Regions from separate parts of the Ovis aries genome. Here region 1 is linked to region 2. Evidence: chromatin contacts called from public Hi-C data. All regions are on one chromosome and are shown on one strand. Each heading gives the region's core, a stretch centred on a gene start, on an enhancer-like site or on the middle of the called end of the contact. The rest is flanking DNA. Distances are from core to core; before and after follow the strand shown. Region 1 overlaps TNS4 (tensin 4). Region 2 holds the start of TOP2A (DNA topoisomerase II alpha).

The links. A called contact is a pair of places that touch in the nucleus more often than the background predicts.
Region 1: a contact with region 2 is called in a Hi-C map of mixed tissues, with 4 times the contacts expected there. The contact joins the enhancer-like site here to the promoter of TOP2A in region 2. A contact is called at or near these places in 3 of 16 Hi-C or Micro-C datasets (mixed tissues, omental adipose tissue and tail adipose tissue).

What each region holds. Positions count from the first base shown.
Region 1 is chr11:40,460,816-40,467,113 of ARS-UI_Ramb_v3.0, reverse strand. TNS4 (tensin 4) reads left to right here. Exons shown (of 13, transcript XM_042256727.2): 2 at 156-684. The coding sequence starts at 246. Among named protein-coding and RNA genes, the nearest start is that of TNS4, 6.8 kb to the left of the region's middle. Within about 2 kb of position 3,858, at least 4 of the 54 cell types and tissues checked have an H3K27ac peak or open chromatin away from gene starts, as enhancers often do.
Region 2 is chr11:40,397,603-40,403,818 of ARS-UI_Ramb_v3.0, reverse strand. It overlaps TOP2A (DNA topoisomerase II alpha), which reads left to right and starts at 1,875. Exons shown (of 34, transcript XM_060394892.1): 1 at 1,875-2,004; 2 at 2,865-3,020; 3 at 3,230-3,320; 4 at 3,586-3,649; 5 at 4,730-4,875; 6 at 5,063-5,160; 7 at 5,653-5,865; 8 at 6,203-6,216. The coding sequence starts at 1,984.

The sequences.
Region 1 (6,298 bases), core at 2,609-5,108, 61 kb before region 2:
TAGTAACTGGTAGAGCCAGGATGCAAACCCCAGGCAGTCTGGCTCCAGCAGCCATGCTTTTAAATGAGTGAATACATATGCCTTTGTTTAGGGGCAGGGGAGGCAGAGGTTTCATCTACAGAAATTACTCAGTTCCCACTTCCGGCTTCTTTCAGGTCCCAGGAGCTCCCAGTTGGCAAGTGACAACTGTGGGATGTGAGTCTGGCTGGAAGCCAGAGGTAAACTGCCAAGTCACTGCCCTCAACATGTCACAGGTGATGTCCAGCCCCCTGCTGGCAGGAAGCCCCACAGTCGGCTTGGCTCCCTGTGAGGAACCCAGGAGGGCCCTGCACCCAGCCCCCAGCCCCAGCCTGCCGCCGCAGTGTCCCTACTACACCACGGAAGGCTGGAGAGCTCAGGCCCTGATGGCCCCCATGCCCTGCAAGGGGCCCCCTGGCAGGCTCCAGCCAGCCCCACAGGCTGGAGCCAATGCCAGCTGCCTCCTGCAGGCCCCAGGGGAGCAGGTCTCAGGGGCTCGGGAGGACCTTGACTCCTACATTGACTTCTCACTGGAGAGCCTCAACCAGATGATTCTGGAGTTGGACCCCACCTTCCAGCTGCTCCCTCCAGGGCCTGGTGGCCCCGAGGCCCAGCCCACCCAGAGCACTACCTTGAGAAAGAAGAAAGAAGAGCCTGAAGCCTTGGGTAAGAAACTGGGGCACAGTGCTGGGAAGAGGACTTGGGGACCAGTCCTTATGAGGAAGGGGTTTTCTATCAAATCAGAGGAACACAGAACAATGTCCTGTTGGGGAGTGCTGTGCATCTCTAAACACGTGTCTTAACCTCTCTGTTTCCTCTGCTCTATACAAAGGATAAATATAAGTAGTCCTCACTGTCCAATTCCATTTGGTTCTTGAGTTTGGAAAGTGATGGATACCTGTTTTATGTAATTTCTCAAAGAATTAAAATAAGCTAATACAGGTAAGAATACTGTACAATGCCATGCATATAAATAAGAGCTTGATAAACGTGTGGTCCCTGAATCTTAGTCTTCTGGGGTATCTCTCTTTAGGTTCTAACTTGGTCCCCTGAAATTTTCATAGGAATAGTATTTTCACCTCCCCAGTAACAATAGATGTAAATAACTTCAAGTATAGACATAGTAAAATAATTAGAACACGAGGAATTTTTGAGTATTTATTACTTTTGTTTTTAATATGTCATTACATTGTAAATGTATATAGTTTACTCTTTAGTAATGCCTAAAGCATCAAACTACATTAACTTACAATGTTTACATCATTTAGCAACCAGCTGAAAAAAATCTTGAAAATTTAACAATCAGCTTTTTTGAGCTAGTTCAAGCCAACTCCAAGATAGCACCACGTCCACAATTGTCCAGAAATCTCTGCATCTGGCTTTAGTTTCCCAAAGAGTTTCAAGTATACATTGAGGATGAGGCTCACAGAGCAGCAGCCCCATTAGACAGGCTGGAAGACTGAGGCCTCCAGGGGTTTAAACAATCAGTGTAGGCTAGGGGATTCAGGGAGGATTAGAGATGGGATCCAGGAGAAATTCTGCTTATTGAGCATTTATCATTCTATCCAGGCACTTGTGTGTTGAGCAGTTAATAATTGAGCCTTTGATGATAATAATTTGATCCCTCCAATCCACCTCCATGAGACAAATATTTTATCCTCATTTTAAAAATGAAAAGACTTGGTTGATGGACTTGAGTGAGAAGCCAGTGTAGCTTAATCACTGGGGTCAGGCAAACCTTACACAAGCTGCTTATATTTCTTTGTGTCTCAGATTCTTCTTCTGTAAAATAGAGATGAGTTTTCACCTCAAAGGGTATTGCAAGGATTAAAAGGAATAACATTTGATGGGTGTTTATCACAAATCCTGGGACACTATAGGTCATGATCAGTGGTGGCTGTTTATAGTCAACATTGGAGTTACATTTAGGACCAGCTCCAGGACAGTGTCAGACCCTGAGGTGGAGGTGAGCCCAGCACCCAGGTCCTCTGGCACTTGGGTTCCTGGCCTCGAGCCTGCTTTCTGCTCCTGCCCCCGGAGCATTGCCTGTCAGGCCTGTTAAAAGAACAACCTCCATCCCTCAACAGTCTTTTGCTTCTTAAGGCCAGTCATGGGCATGTCTCTGCAGGAAAGATAACTTGGGCCTAATTATCACTGGCAGGAGCAAGCCCAGGACTTTAATGCTCATGCCCCAAGGCAGGGCTTCCATGCATTCAAGGCCAACTAGGGTGAGAGCAGTCTCTGGGTAGCGTGCACATGTTTGGGGTTAGGGTGTTGACAAGAGGGCCCTTCCTCCAAGGGAGGGATGGGCAGTAATCAGCCCTTTCAGATGCCCTAGGCACAACCTGCTCTTGTGAGGATGTGACCACCAGACTCTTGGCAGCAGGGGGCGCCAGAGGGCAGCAGTGGTCCCAGGGTCCTGATGAAGCCACCTAGCTCCCCTTGAGGAGAAGGCAATGGCACCCTACTCCAGTACTCTTGCCTGGAAAATCCCATGGACGGAGGAGCCTGGTAGGCTGCAGCCCATGGGGTCACTAAGAGTCGGACACAACTGAGCAACTTCACTTTCACTTTTCACTTTTATGCATTGGAGAAGGAAATGGCAACCCACTCCAGTGTTCTTGCCTGGAGAATCCCAAGGACGATGGAGCCTGATGGGCTGCCATCTATGGGGTCGCACAGAGTCGGACACGACTGAAGCGACTTAGCGGCAGCTCCCCTTGATGGAATTTCTAAAACTCCTCTCCTCTTACCTCTGCCTGAACACCAATGATGCCTGGGAGCTTACTGCCTCCTAGGATATCCAGAGGGTCAGCTCTCTGTTGGAAGTTCTTTGCCATCACAAGAATAGTAAGAGCCTGCCTGTCACTGTGGTGAGCGCACCTCTCTCCCCAAACCCTCCCCTCAGACCACTGCTCCTGGTGACAAAGCTCTCACCAGCCCACAGCCCCTCAGTGAGTCTTCACCCAGCCAAATGTACCCAGTGTGTAGGGCCCCTCTGTTTGCACGCCCACTCTTCCTACTTTTGGCGTGTTGAGTGGAAGAGGTTCTGTAATTGTGATGCTAGCAGATGTTCACAGCTTCTCTTTGTCCCAACTTGGCAGAATCAAAAGTTAAACGTTGGCTATCCTATATCGATCCCTCCCTTAAAAATGTATAGAGGGATTTTTGTAAGCATGATCCCAGTGTCTACCCTGGGAAGAAAATAGTGGAAACCTCATTTACAGATGAGAAGACTGAAGCTCTGGGAGAGGAAGTGATGGTCACAGTCACACAGCTAGTGAGTGGTAGGTCAGCTCAAAGCCCAGGCCTCTGGGCTCCAAAGTCCATATTCTAACTTTTCTTTCTTCCTCAGAGCAAGTTTTCTGCCCTCCAGGGCTTCACTGAGTTTACACCGCACCCCCCTCCTCCAGTTTCTCTGCTTCTGCCTCTTGCTGACCTTCCTTCAGATTAACCAGAGGTGCGCCAGGGGTGGCGTGGTAGTGGGGAGCAGGCATGTATCCACCACCCCCAGGGACACAGCTTCTAGAAGCAAACACCATATCCCCTCCTCTGCCAGCCCTCCCCATCTTTGGAACAGGCCTCCATTTTATTTTCCAGAATTTCTGCCAGGCAAGGCAGTTTGCCAATCCTGAGTGAAGGGTGTTTAATAACCGTCTGTCCGCCCCCCACCCACACAGGCCCCCCTCCACCCACCCGGCCTGGTACCGGCGCCTGCATCCACCCAGCACTGCTCAGACTTGCCCCACGGGCCTGTAAACAGCAACTGCACGCAGGTGATGGGGCGGGGGCCCTGCCACCCCAGCCACATCCACCTCGAGGCCAGGCTACAGCAGCAGGAGTGACTCACAGCTCCAGGGCTCCTCCTTCCCTTCCTGCTCGAGTCTGCTTGCTCTTTCTGGGTCCCTCGGCTAGGCCTTTGGTCTCTTCACCAGGCCAGGAGACCCTCCCCAAAGCCGCTGAGCACCTACTTAAGGGCAAGGCCTTGGCAAAGGGTCCCGAGGAGCCGGTCTCCGTGGAAGAGCTCCCAGAGAGCGCACAGAAGCAGGGATCAGTTTCCTCGACCCTTTCTGTAACATTATTCATGTAGTTGTTTGGCTGCTCCTAGTTGCAGCATGCTGGACCTTCGATCTCCACTGCGGCATATGGGATCTTTAACTGTGGCCTGTGGGATCTAGGGCCCTGCATCGTGAGCGTGGAGTCTTAGCTACTGGACCACCAGGGGAATCCCTCCTCAACCCTTCTGAGCCTTGACTTCTCATCTGACATGGAATTAAGAATGTTTCCTACCTCAGTCAAGTTGCCATGAGGGTTAAGTGGGCTAACACAGGTAATATGCCTGTGGCAGTGCTAGCCCACAATGCTCAGTAAATACCAGCCTTTGTTTTAAAAGGTGCAATAAATCTTAGCTCTACCCTTACATTTCTCCGAGCCTCAGTTTCCTGCACTGTAACAGCAGTGCCTGCTGGCACTGGGCATAAGGGCAGTCTTGAGGTTTGAGAGGATTATGAGTATAAGCACTGTGAAAGTGAAAGTGTTAGTCACTCAGCCGTGTCTGATTCTTTGTGAGCCCATGGACCACCAGGCTCCTCTGTCCATGGAATTCTCTAGGCAAGAATATTGGAGTGGGCACCCATTCCCTTCTCCAGGGGATCTTCCTAACCCAGGGATCGAACCCGGGTCTCCTTCATTGCAGGCAGATTTCTTACCACCTGAGCCACCAGGGAAGCCCATAAATACTATAAAAACCTATTTAAAAAAAAAAAAAAAAGTCGTGCTTGCCAACCTTGCAGAAGAATCTACCCCATTCCAAAACTTCCCTTACAGAGCCCACAATACATTGTACCAAATATTCTCTCTCCCTCATCAGTGAGACCCCCACCTTAGCCAGAGTATTAGCCAGCTGGCCAATACTGCCCCTCAAAAGCAGGCCGGCAGGAGACGCTCTTTGAAGCCCACCATGGGCCAGGTTCCAGGCTCCATTCATCAGTGTATCTCATCCTCACCAGAATCTTGGGAGGTAGGTTTTAGATCCTCACTTTACAGATGAGGAAACTGAGGCTCAGAGCAGTTAGGAAAATTACCTGATGATTCTTGGCGGGAAAGTGGTAAAGCCTAGATTCACACCTAGGTTTGTTTGTCGACAAAGCCAGGCCTGTTCCTCCACCCCCTGGAACAGCATGCCCAGGTTGACCTGCCAGCCTCCCCCCTCCATCTGATGCAATCCTCCACCCCTATCCAGCCCAAGCAGGCTCCTACAGAGGCAGTAACCATGAGCAGGGCCAAAAGTTCCTGGCCCAGAGCGGGCTGGGGTGGGCAGGGACTTCCAGGGTGGTGAGGGGGGATAGTGCATGTGCCAGAGCCCAGGGGGGTGGGAGGCTGGCAGATGGGAGTTAAGGGTACGGTTTCCCACTGACTCTGCCCTAGTCTTCATCTTGGGAAGCCAGAGGTAGGACTCACGACCCTCTAGAAGGGAGCAGCTCAGTGAGCCCCTTCGTTCACTTCCTTTCCCAGAACAGCACGAAGAACAGCTCCCCTCCCCCAAGTCAGGAGGAGAGGGTGCCCTACTCCAGGGAGGAACAAGAGTCCTAGGTGCCCCCAGTAGGAATGAAAGAGCATCAGAGTGAGTCAGCAGCCTCAGGTGCTAAGAGTCTACAGCTCAGTAAGGCAGGCAAGCCCTGCCCCCAGGGAGTTCTCGCGCGCAACTGAACCCTAACGCTGACTTGTCAAACTCCAAGGTGCACCCAGCTCCCCTGGGATGTTGCTAAAATGCACATTCTGATTCAGTAGGCCTAGGGTAGAGCCGGAGATTCTGCACAGTCTCCCAGCTCCCTGGTGAAGGGGTGCTGCAGAGCCGGTGCACAGCGGTGCAGTCCAGTGCACAGTGAAAACACCTAGGGAACTAAGCTAACACCCTGAGGCCTGGGCCCACCCCTGGAGGTTCTGATCTAATTGGCACCAGACGGAGCCTGAGCTTTAGGACTTTTTGAAGCTCATCTGGTAATTCTAGCGTGCAACCAAGCTTGAGAATCCCTGCCTCCGTTGCAGGCACAGACATAGAAACCGCTTTCACCGGCCTGAGTAATAGAGACATCTCAAGATGTGACCGGTGCAGTCATTCCAGCTGGGGAGTGGAACACACAGGAAAGAGAGGATCTCTCAGTTTTACTATGTGCCAGACGCTGGGCTGTGCCACCTCCATTCATCTCAGTTCAGCCTTCCTGTAACACCAAGAGGCTGGGTATAGCCACCCAATTCTACAGGCCTGGAAACTGAGGCT
Region 2 (6,216 bases), core at 626-3,125:
GGAGCTGTAAACAATGGAGACCAGGAAACCAAGAGGATAGGGACCAGAGCAATGCCAAAACCCTATTCCTTTGGCTTTTCCAATTATCCTAGCCTGGCAGGCTACAGTCGATAGGGTTACAAAGAGTCAGACACTACTGAAGTGACTTGGCACATAGCACATGGGCCACTTCCATCCTTGACATCCGGTCACAACATACTCTCTCCTCACTGGCCTCACTGGCCTTCCCAGAGGCTTTGCCGGCAGAGTGGGCGTTGGATACCCTGCGGAGGTTGACTTGGTTTTAGAAGGAAAAAAAGGATTAAGCCCACAAATTTATGCTAGTGTAAAGAAAACCCCTGCTTTCTGATTCTGAAACTGTTGGTCTACTGTTCTAAACACCTTATCTTCCTGTAATCCTCACACTACCCTGAGGTAATGCTGTTATTTTTATTCCCTTTTTTGAGCAGAGGAAAAGAAAGCAACTGAGAAGCTGCCTTCATCAAGATCACACAACTGGCAAAATGCCTAGTCAGGGTTGAAACTCAGGGAATAATGATTGGAAGGAGGTATTAATATTTCTGATGGAATTCACAGTCATTCAAATTGTGCAGTTATTTTTTTCTAGCATCTTGTGAGGCCAATGACTTTTCTTTTTTGTCATTTTAACATTATCGATTGAGGACAGGAAGAAAAAACACACATTTGAACATTTAAACGTCAGAGTAGTAAACATTTCGGTCTTTGGCATTTCCTAGTCAAATATGGCGGAGAAAGCAATGGCACCCCACTCCAGTACTCTTGCCTGGAAAATCCCATGGACAGAGGAGCCTGGTAGGCTGCACTCCATGGGGTCGCTAAGAGTCGGACACGGCTGAGCGACTTCACTTTCACTTTCATGCATTGGAGAAGGAAATGGCAACCCACTCCAGTGTTCTTGCCTAGAGAATCCCAGGGACGGGGGAGCCTGGTAGGCTGCCATCTATGGGGTCGCACAGAGTCGGACACGACTGAAGCGACCTAGCAGCAGCAGCAGTCAAATATGGACTCCAGGGTTCAGGGAACAACACAGAGAAGAATAAAAGTAACAACTACGAGGACATTCTGCTGGTCGTCTGAGGAAAAAGTTACTGCCTTAGAATGGCACCTAAACCATCCTCAACTCCTGAGGCGGTGACTATAAATTACCCCCTCTAACTGACAAGTCGCTGCCTCAAGCCGCTCTTTCGGGGGTTTTGAACGCTGGTCTCTCTCTTTTATGTGGCCTCTCTATGCCCTGCCGTTATACGAAAACCCCAGCTACGTTCACGTACGGCCAAGCATGGCTTTTGTTTCTTCAAAGATAAACTCTAGGGGTGGAGGGGCGGGCTTTGAGGCAGACGCCCGGTTTGCTGAACTGAACCGAATGCCCCGGCTGCTTGTCCAGAAAGCTGGCGCTCAGTTTTCCCAGGAAACGGAGCTAGGACTCCCGTTCCTTTAAAAAAAGAAAAAAGAAAAAATCAGGATGGAGGACAGTCTTCAGATTTTAGGGACCTGAAAGAAGATACCAGCTTCGGGGTATACATATCCTCTCCTTTTTTTCCCCCCAACCTGGATCCCACTTTCACAGCGCATTTTTCCGGAGTTACACAGAGAGAACAAACTACCCCTGCTCATTCGCTAGATTCCCTGTCCGTCCCTCAGCAACGACGCCGAGTGGTGTCTTTTAAAACCCTCTAGTCCCGCCTCCCTCCTCTAATTGGTTCATTCGAACGGGCCAGCTCAGCTGTTTATTGGTGAATATAAAAAAACAGCCTTGATTGGTTTCTCGGGACGGAACTGATGAGAGCGCGTCAACGATTGGCCTATCTGGTTTGGGCGGGCTAGAGGAAGGTTCAAACCGGAGGGGAAGCTCTCTCCTAACCGACGTGCGTCTGTGGAGAAGAGGCTTGCTCCGTGATTGTCTCGAGGGTCCCACCGGTTTAGTCACTTGCAGGGTTCTCGAGCCTCTTCACGACCGTCACCATGGAGGTGTCGCCACTACAGGTACAGCTCGCGGGAGGGGGGCGTCGCGGAGCCTCAGCGCGGCCCGGCATCTCTCCGGCTGCCGGTGAGAGAGAGGCGTCTGGGTCGTGGTCCGGCCGCCGAGGGCTGGGCGCGGGTTTTCCGCGTCTACTCGGGTCCCCTGGGCTCGGCGTGATCGCGAAGAGACTGAATGAAACCTTTTTCTGGTGCTAGTAGTGAAGTATTGTTGGCTGTACTGGCTTCTAGGGTGCGGCGTTGTGTTTCACTGTTTCTAGAGATTCATTTGGTCCCGGTGTAGGTCGATGGGATCGTGGTCCGCATGTAGCTTTACGCGGCACTGAGAGATGCTTTCCTCTCCCACCTGGGGCTGAAAATGGGATTGGATGACCCTAACTTTGGACAGTGCAGAGCAAGGAACAGGGTTCCCACTATGGAGCCGGCAGGTCCGATGCTCAAAATAAGTCCCTCCTGTGTTTAAAACGTTAACGTGTCCAAAGGATGGAATCCCTATCCTCCCAAACTGCTACTGTAGAATCTATTATGTGCCTGAGACCTGGTAGGCACTCAGTAGATATGTGTGGAGTACCTGAAAAAAGGGGATGTGTGCTGTTGATGGCATCTAACGCATGGAAGTATTTCCATGTCAGATACACAGGGCAAAATAATATGTCTGTTTAAACTGACACTTGGGGGGAACCTGCTGCAGTTAACTTATATTGCCATGTTTGTACAACACTATGTCAGCTCCACTGATAACCTACCAAAAGTCTGATTTGTTTTGGTGTGTGTAAGCAGATCACTATGATAGGTATTTTGTTTCTGGTTTCTGATAAACCTATGATTCAAAATCCCTTTTCTTCAATTTTTTAAAAAATTCCTAGCCTGTAAACGAAAATATGCAAGTCAGCAAAACAAAGAAAAATGAAGATGCTAAGAAAAGATTGTCTGTTGAAAGAATCTATCAAAAGAAAACACAACTGGAACATATCCTGCTCCGCCCAGACACCTACATTGGCTCTGTGGAATCAGTGACCCAGGTAAAATCAGGCTAATTAAATGTAGTTACTAAGTAGTTAAGATGAATACTTGTCCAGGTTAATTTTCTATATTTCATGTACTTTGTCTTCTGCAACTGGCCTAAGCTATCATCTACATTGTCATACTAACTGAGAAGACTTTACAGGAACCATGATAATAAAACGAAGTAGATATATAAAGTAACCCTGTTTCTTTGTCTTATTTCTAGCAAATGTGGGTTTACGATGAAGATACTGGCATTAACTATAGGGAAGTCACTTATGTTCCTGGTTTGTACAAAATCTTTGATGAGATTCTAGGTAAGTATATTCTTAATACAAAGATCTGCTGGTCAGATGTGAGAAGTATTATTCCTACCAAAAAACAGTTGGCAAAGGTTAGACAGTCTGCTGGAATCTAGGAAGTTGAGTTCTTAGAAACAGTCCTATGAATAAAAATTGCTAAATGAATACCTCATCAATGTTACTCCTGCACTGCCTGAGATTTTTTTTCTTTTTGTATCTTAGAGGTAAAGAGTGTTTTCTAAAATACTTTAACTTTTTACAAATGTGTTTTTTCTTTCAGTCAATGCTGCAGACAACAAACAAAGGGACCCAAAAATGTCTTGTATTAGAATCACAATTGACCCGTAAGTCTCCTGCTTAGTCTTTTGTTTTTTGTAGCACCCTGTTGCTGTTAATTGCATTTACTTGATTTATAGTAAAGTTGAGCATTTTTTTAATGGAATTTTGCAAAACTGCAGAAAGGTAGAGTGCTAAAATGAGCAATCTAGATAGCTACCATCTAGATCCAACAGTTATCAACACTTTGCCATATTGGTACCATCTATATTTTTAATCATTTCAAAATAAATTATAGACATTATAACATTTTATTTCTAAATATTTCAATAAACATCTCCAATAAGTTCTCTAAGTATTCCAGAGTCTATAGCTATAACTTTTTCTCATGATGCTGTTCAAACAGTAAGCCAGCAGATGGTGATAAAGAATAATTTGATCTAACTTTTCTGCTTATAAATGTCCTTTTGTGGGTAGTCAGGGTGTTGCTTCCCTTTGTTAGTATCCTAATCAGTTATAACATAAACTATACTTTAGATTCTTTTTGGGAAATGTGTTAATGATGTGCTTGAGTGCTCCTAAGGACTTGATACCATAGTCTTTGAAAAAATATTAAGCTAGTTTTAAGCTACGTGTAATGAGAACCATAGTGTGTGTCGTTAGAACTAAAATATAAGTCCAAATAAATTTTGAACATTATGTTGGTGAGCAGGGACGTTTACAATGGATGATGCTCTTTCATATTTGTTTTGCCAGTGTGCTTTGTCAGATGGGAAAGCTAAGGGAGCTGGGACAGTGCAGATGATCCTCTTAAAAGCGGTGTAATAATATTGTTTCCAAATTTTGTCCTTTCCATTGGGCAAAATTCATTTCCCTTTGTTTATCCTAACATTTTAAAGCTTCATATTTTTTCAGTATTATCAGTGTCTGCCCAGGTGTTGGAAAAGGATTGATTTTTTTTTTCCTCTTGGCTCCTATTTCATAATTGTTAGGAACTAAGTATGCTGAATTTCAGAAGGTATATATATAAAGAGTCATAAAGAAATTGAGATGTGTGTTTTAGAGACAATGGTATTTAACTATGAAAAGAATTAAGCACTAGCTTAACATCTGTTTTACAAAAAAAAAAATCAATCTTCTTTTCTTAGGGAAAACAATTTAATTAGTATATGGAATAATGGAAAAGGTATTCCTGTTGTCGAACACAAAGTTGAGAAGATGTATGTCCCAGCTCTCATCTTTGGACAGCTCCTAACTTCTAGCAACTATGATGATGAAGAAAAGAAAGTAACAGGTAGAGTACTGAGGAAAATAAAAAACACATTTGTTGCTGAAAAAATACATCTTTTCAAAGATTGTGGCCTAAAGGTTAAAAATATGGGAATAAATCTCCATAATTAAATAGCATTGCCAGTGATTAAGAAATAAAGCTGTAAATGCGATAAGAACAATTAAATCATATTTTACATTTATTTGCCCAGGTGGTCGAAATGGCTATGGAGCCAAACTGTGTAACATATTCAGTACCAAATTTACTGTGGAAACAGCAAGTAGAGAATACAAGAAAATGTTCAAACAGGTAAGTAAATGAGTATCTTGTGCCTTGATTATAAATTATGCTGTAGCAATTTATAGTGGCATTAAATTAAATGCCACTTAATTAACTTAATTTATAATCTATTAAATCATGGGAAAGGGAAGTCGCTCAGCCGTGTCCAACTCTTTGTGACACCACAGACTGTAGTCTACCAAGCTTCTCCGTCCATGGGATTTTCCAGGCAAGAGTACTGGAGTGGGTTGCCATATCCTTCTCGAGGGGATCTTCCCCACCCAGGGATCAAACCCCAGCCTCCTGCATTGCAGGCAGACGCTTTACCCTCTGAGCCACTAGGGAAGCTCATAGAAAGTTACTCATAAATGTATATTAGGGAAGTTGAGGGGTGGGGGTTGGTTTGGTTGGGTGTGTGTGTGTTTGTTTGTGTGTTTGTTTTAGGACTTGTAAATTTGTGTTATTTAATTCTAGTTTGTGAGATAACTTGAATTTTTTTCTCTCTATTCTTTATTTCCATAGACATGGATGGATAACATGGGGAAAGCTGGTGAGATGGAACTCAAGCCCTTTAGTGGAGAAGATTATACATGTATTACCTTCCACCCTGATTTGTCTAAGTTTAAAATGCAAAGCCTAGACAAAGATATTGTTGCACTGATGGTTAGAAGAGCATATGATATTGCTGGATCCACTAAAGATGTCAAGGTCTATCTCAATGGAAATAGGCTTCCAGTAAGTATTTTATTGGATGTAGGCAATGAGGTACTTACCTTTGTGACCATCGTCAAAAGCAAAGTTGATTTTTTTTTTCCTCCCATTTGTTTTTCTTACCACTTCTCAGATGTGTTCCTGTAAAGAAAACATAATGCCACATTTTAAAAAAATCAGTTAACTTACTTAAGTTCACTGAAGTCTTTCTCAAAGAATCTTATAAGTAAATCCTTTTGTGTCCTTTAGTGACCATCCTCTTATACATATCAGTGAACACCATTTCATAAGTTTTGAAGCATCTTTATTAAAACCTACTTTTTCATTTACTTAAAAAAAAATTAATACTATTATTTTTTAGGTGAAAGGATTCCG